Regions from separate parts of the Mus musculus genome. Here region 1 is linked to region 2. The links are chromatin contacts, called in public HiChIP or PLAC-seq maps. All regions are on one chromosome and are shown on one strand. Each heading gives the region's core, a stretch centred on a gene start, on an enhancer-like site or on the middle of the called end of the contact. The rest is flanking DNA. Distances are from core to core; before and after follow the strand shown. Region 1 overlaps Map3k19 (mitogen-activated protein kinase kinase kinase 19). Region 2 has its middle 24 kb from the start of Acmsd.

Region 1 (3,021 bases), core at 281-2,780, 130 kb after region 2:
ACAGCAACCTATTCTAACTCCTTAGTCCCTAGAACTGAGAAATAAATTTCTGGTTTGTTTTGCTTTTGTAGTTTTGTTTTGTTTGAGACAGGGTTTCTCTGTGTAGCCCTGGCTGTCCTGGAACTTGTGATACAGACCAGGCTGGTCTTGAACTCACAGAGATCTGCCTGCCCCTGTCTCCCAAGTGCTGGGATTAAGTGCATGCAACATTGCCGCCTGACTTAAATTTCTGTTCTTTATTATCTCACTCACTCGCTATATGGATTTTATTGTGACAGTAGAAATTAAGACACACATGTGCACACACAAACACACACAAACACACACAAACACACACACACACACACACACACACACACACACACACACTCTCGGTACAACCTAACTAGCTAATTTGCGTATTTAAATTTATGTAAATGAATGTTTTGCCTACATGTACGTCTACCACATGCATGCAGTCCTAGCTGAGGCCAGAAGAGGATGTCAGATCTCCTAATACTGAAGTTTCAGATGGTTGTGAGCTCCTATGCGAGTGCCAGGAATCAAGTCTTCTGGAAGAGCAGTCAGTGCTCTTAACTACTGAGCCATCTCTCCAGCCCCTAATTTACAATTTAAACATGATTATACTAATACTGTCATTAGTCAGCTGGATGGGGTGTTACATACTATGGGATCCTGGGAAGCTAAAGTAGGAGTTCAAGACCAGCTTACACTACATAGTAAGTTCTAACAGTATAACAAGACTGCCTCAAAAATATGTGTACACGATATTGATATTTATAGAAATCATATATGATTATTACAAAACATTGAGGCAGTACAAATAAAATAGTAGGTTGACCAGACATTTCATTTTTATCGTTGTGCTTTTTTAAACTGTTTTTAAAAAGATTTAATCATCTTATTTTATCTACACAAATGATTTGCTTGCATGAATATGTCTGTACTGCCTGCATGCCTGGTATCTTTGGCGATCAGAAAAGGGTATGGAGTTATGGGTGGTTGTGAGTTATCATGCCGATGCTGGGAACTGATCCTGTATCCTCTGTAGATGCAGAGCACACTCTTCACTGCTGAGCCACCTCTCCCCCCTTCCCCTCCTCCCATGTCCTCTTCCCTCTCCACCCCCCCATTTCCTCCTACCTCACTGCTGCTGATGCTCTGCAAGGTGAGGTTTTCAGTTTGGGAAACTGTCATCTCCATTGGAGTAGAGCCTGCCTCATGACAGATGTCAAGCAGTGACTCGGCATGTCTTTCTGTCAAAAAGAATCAACCTGCCTTAGTAAATACAGTGGAATTTAATAGAAAAAGATACCTAATGTTAACTTCTGATATGCATGTACATGCACCACACACATACACACACACACAGACACACACACACTGCATACATACTTCACACACATGAATTCAAGAAAAAAAAAAGTTACCAAGAGTTAGATTTTGGTTCAACATAATTATAGCAACTCATCCTTAATGACGTCATTCTCACAGGCACACCCTCTGAGGTGCTGGAACATAGAAAAGAGCTTTTCAACCCTCTGAGTCATCAACAGGGGAAAGAGGAAAGATGTTTACCTTTCTCCTTTCACTAAAGATGAACCCTTGAATGGATTTCTGTTGGTGCATGGGTGGGAGGAAGCCTCTCTATTCTCTTCCAAACAGATTTGCCTAGAAAACTAAAGGTTGTGTTGCCTGGTAACTGTCTTTTTTGCTCTCTTGAATTGCCCTGGAAGACTCTCATGGGTTGAAGATGATTTCCCCATAATACTATAGCAAGAGAGAGGAATCAGAGTGAAAAGTGATGGGGGGATTTGTGAAGACCACTCAGTCCCTTAAATAGCTTGACCTCCAGATGGCTCAGTTGACCAAGTGCTTTCCTGCAAACATAAGGAGCGGAGATCAATTCCCAAAACCTGAAATTAAAAAAGGAAGTGTGTGTGTGTGTGTGGTGGGGGTGTCTGGAGAAGTAGCTCAGTGGTTAAGAACACTGATTGATTGATTGATTGGTTGGTTGATTGATTGCTCTGCCAGGGAACTAGGTGGTTTGATTCCTAGCAGGTATGTGGTAGCTAACAACTGTCTATGACTTCACTTCCAGATCCGGTCTCCTCTTTTTGACTCTACTGGTGCTAGGCACACATGTAGTAAACAGACATACATGCAGGCAAACACCCATACAGTTAAAACTAAAGTAAATAAATATCAAAATAGAATAAGAAAAACCAGGTGTGAATTTTTAGCCCCAGTGCTGGGAAGGTGGAGACAAGGGGACCCCTGGGGCAGTCAGCCCAGCTGGCTAAGCAAGTTCTAGGAAAAAGTGAGAGATCCTAGTTTCAAGAAGCAAGGTTTGGGGCTGGAGAGATGGCTTATTGGTTAAGAACGCTTGCTGCTATTACAGACATCCAGGCTTATTCTCTAGCATCCACAGCAACTCACAATTACTTGTAACTCCAGAGGGGGCTCTCTTTTGGCCCCCATGAGCACTACATACAAGTAGGCACATACTCATTCATATAAATTAATTACTTTTAAAAAGTAAGATGTATAGCATCCTCAAAACCACTGGAGATTGAATTATGGCTTACACATAGAGACATACAGACATAGACAGACAGACACACACACACACACAAGAATGTGGAGTGAGAATTCTTTGCATTTTTTTAAAGCATGTAACCCTGTGCTTCAAAGAGTCACTGCTCATTAAAGAGTCACTGATTTGATTTATTTAGATGAAGTGGAGTATAATGGCACACACTTTTGATCCCAGTACTTGGGAGGCAGAGGCAGGAGGATCCCTGTGGGTTAAAGGCCAGCTGAGTCTATGCACTGAATTCCAGGGATACAGAGGTGAGATTCAGTCTCAAACAGACAGATGAACAGAGCTATAAAACAGACGTAAAAACAGAAAGAAAGACTTCAAACAGAACTTTCAAACTGGGGAATCTGCATCCAGAGAGAAATACTGACCTGGTCTGGGCATAGAATCCATCAGGATGTCCAGTAACTGCTGCTTCC
Region 2 (2,901 bases), core at 291-2,790:
CTCTTAAAACTAGAGATGCAGGTGATTGTGAGCAGTCTGATTGCTGGAGACCAAACTCAGGACTTCCTCTAAGAGTGGTTGTCATCTCATTTTCATGCTTTTTGATGGTAGTTTTGCTGTTACAATAGGCCCCCAACAGTGTCAACGTACTACCTGGTTTCATGATTAGAGAAGGCTTAAATGCGTCTTACCCAAAAGGCCTTCATTACAAAATTGATATAATGCTAACAGCCTTGAGTGAAAGCTTGTTGAAAATGTGTATATAAGATATTTTTAAATTAGAGCACACACCTAACAAGATGATAGGCTGACTGGCTGACTAAAGTGTGCATTCACAAGCCAAAGGACTGGGAGGACTGCTCAGTCAGAAAGCAGAAGCTGGACATGTCTCACGACCATGAGGGTCTGAACATATCTCACCAACCTTAAGGGCCTGAGTTGTTGTTTGGGGTTGGGGGGAGGGGAATTGTTTTGGTTTTTTGTTTTGTTTCTCTGTCTATAACCCTGGCTGTCTTGGAACTCACTCTGCAGACAAGGATGACCTTGAACTCACAGAGATCCATCTGCTTCTGCCTCCCCATTGCTGGCATCAGAGGTGTGCACCACCACCGCCTAACCTGAAGACCTGAGTATCCCCCAAAACCCACGTGAAAAACAAAAGCCAGGCATAATGGTACATACATGTAACTCCAACGCTGAGGACACAGAGAGACGATCCCTGGGTCAGTGGCCTGCCAGCCTAGCTGAATAGGTAAGCTCCAAATTCAATGAGAGATCCTGTCTCAAAATATAAGCTGGACATCCATCCTGAGGAACGACCACTACGTTCCACCTCGGGCTTCCGGACATGTATGCACATACATACATGCATATGTTTCCATACATACACCATCACCAACATGAAGTCTCTGCCTCTTTATGTTTAACAGCAATGGTGAAAGTCTGAATGGATACATCCCATGCTATCAAAAGGGTTACCTCTGGGACACAAGCCAGAATGATTTTTGCTTTAAAAAAATAAAAGAAGAAGAGAGAAATGGGGGAGGAACAGAGGAAGGAAATCTACCTGTGAATTTGCATAGTGTTGAAAGTTTTGTAAAGACAACTTAAGTGACATTCTCGTTATCGAAAATAACTGGGGCATTTGCTGAATAAGAGAGGATAAATGTGAAACTTGGTGTGGCCGGGCATGGTGGTGGCATGTGCTTTTAACCCGAGAACGTGGAAGGCAGAGGCAGGCAGACAGCTGAGAGTTCAAGGCTAGCCTGGTTTACAGAGAGTTACAAGGCAGTAAGGACTACATAGAGAAATCCTGACTCAAAAAAACAACAAATGTAAAAACCTCAATGTGTGTTTTCATAGAATGATGGTTTTCTGTAGTTCATCTTAGTCCTCAAAAATCCTTAGTGGCTTTCAGCCTCAGCTGGATCTTAGAAAAGCCCAAAGAGCTTTCAAATGTGCAGACTCTCAGGTGGGGCTGGGACCAAAGTATAACCAAGGTTCCACTCCCCTGTGCTGTGGTATCTGTGTCCATGAGTCATAAAGTCAAGGCAAGGGCAATGGTGAGAATTTGGTCAAACTCTATTCCAGGAAGCACTTTTGGCTCCTCAGGCCCATTCTCTGGTCTCTGGGGTAGCTGCATTTGCAGATAAAGGCTAGCAAGCTCTTCCTTGGCATATGGCATGCTAGGGCCAGTGAGGTGATTTAGTGAGTAAAGAAGTCTGCCACCAAGCCTGACAACCTGAGTTCAAGGCCCAGAACCCACAAGGAGAGAAGCTACTCACTCAAATCATTCTCTGACCTATATGTGAGCCATCACACACATGTGCCCACACACATTCATACACACATACACACAAATACACAATTAAATAGGTAGATGTTAATAACAATAATAAAAAGAAAATGCAAGTAGAAACTGCTTTCACATGCAGAACTTTTAAAGCTTTCATAACTAGCCAGGCTAGGGAATTGGTTCGCTGCAGGGTGCCTGAAATTGTATTTAATTTCTATTAATAAATCTGGGCTTCTCTCGGGGCACCCAGGTAAGCTTGATTAAAGTTCTCTTGCAAAGGATTCCCAAGTGTTTGCTGCCTTGCCTGCAATTCAAAATCAAGTGCAGCTCCTTGTCAAATGGTTGCCAGGAGATAGCCTTGGAGTCAACTCCCTGTCTCCTCTGCCATGGCAACGTCTGTGGGTTTTCATCATCTTCTTCCTGTGGCGTTTAGAGTTCTTAGCATGCTGTCCATGATTACTTAGTTAATCTTGCATCAAGAACTCTCTTAATTTATTTTTAGCTGTGTGTGTACCACTCGTGTGTGATGTATATGTTTATGTGTGTGTGTTTCTGTCTGTGTCCGTGTCCGTGTGTGTGTGTGTGTGTGTGTGTGTGTGTGTGTGTGTGTGTATGAGAGAGAGAGAGAGAGAGGGAGAGAGAGAGAGAGAGAGAGCACATGATTGCACACATACACAGGAGTGTTTTCAGCCATAAGGGATGTGATGATTTGAATACGTATGGCCCGCCAAAGACTCGTGCATTTGAATGTTTGGCCCATAAGGAGTGGCACTATTAGGAAGTACGGCCTTGTCAGAGTATGTGTAGCTTTGATGGAGAAAGAGGGTCACTATGAGGACAGGCTTTAAGGTCACCTATGCTCAAGCTACGTCCAGTGAGTGGTACAGTCTTCTTCTGGTGCCTAAGGATCAAGATGCAGAATTCTCCGTTTCTTCTGCAGTATCATGTTATGGTGCTTCCCACCGTGATGAAAATAGATTGAGCCTCTGAAACTGCAAGCCAGCCTCAATTTAATGATTCTCTCTATGAGTTGCCTTAGTCATGATGTCTCTTCACAGCAATGAAACCATAAATAAGTTAGAAAGCGGTACCTATCAGGGAGTAGG

What was found. HiChIP or PLAC-seq counts read pairs in DNA pulled down with a chosen protein or histone mark.
Region 1: a contact with region 2 is called in a CTCF HiChIP or PLAC-seq map of CD8 T cells, with 5 read pairs. The contact joins two enhancer-like sites. A contact is called at or near these places in 5 of 39 promoter capture datasets (cranial neural crest, embryonic stem cells, fetal liver and 2 more), 1 of 15 datasets of contacts at CTCF or cohesin (CD8 T cells), 1 of 484 Hi-C or Micro-C datasets (embryonic stem cells) and 1 of 9 other capture datasets (adipose tissue).

The regions. Positions count from the first base shown.
Region 1 is chr1:127,837,296-127,840,316 of GRCm38.p6, forward strand. Map3k19 (mitogen-activated protein kinase kinase kinase 19) reads right to left here. Exons shown (of 14, transcript NM_011737.2): 5 at 2,974-3,021; 6 at 1,144-1,256. Among named protein-coding and RNA genes, the nearest start is that of Map3k19, 16 kb to the right of the region's middle. Within about 2 kb of position 1,531, at least 14 of the 459 cell types and tissues checked have an H3K27ac peak or open chromatin away from gene starts, as enhancers often do. A contact at or near this core is called in CD8 T cells, where this site is marked.
Region 2 is chr1:127,704,346-127,707,246 of GRCm38.p6, forward strand. No RefSeq gene overlaps it. Among named protein-coding and RNA genes, the nearest start is that of Acmsd, 24 kb to the right of the region's middle. Within about 2 kb of position 1,541, at least 5 of the 459 cell types and tissues checked have an H3K27ac peak or open chromatin away from gene starts, as enhancers often do. A contact at or near this core is called in CD8 T cells, where this site is marked.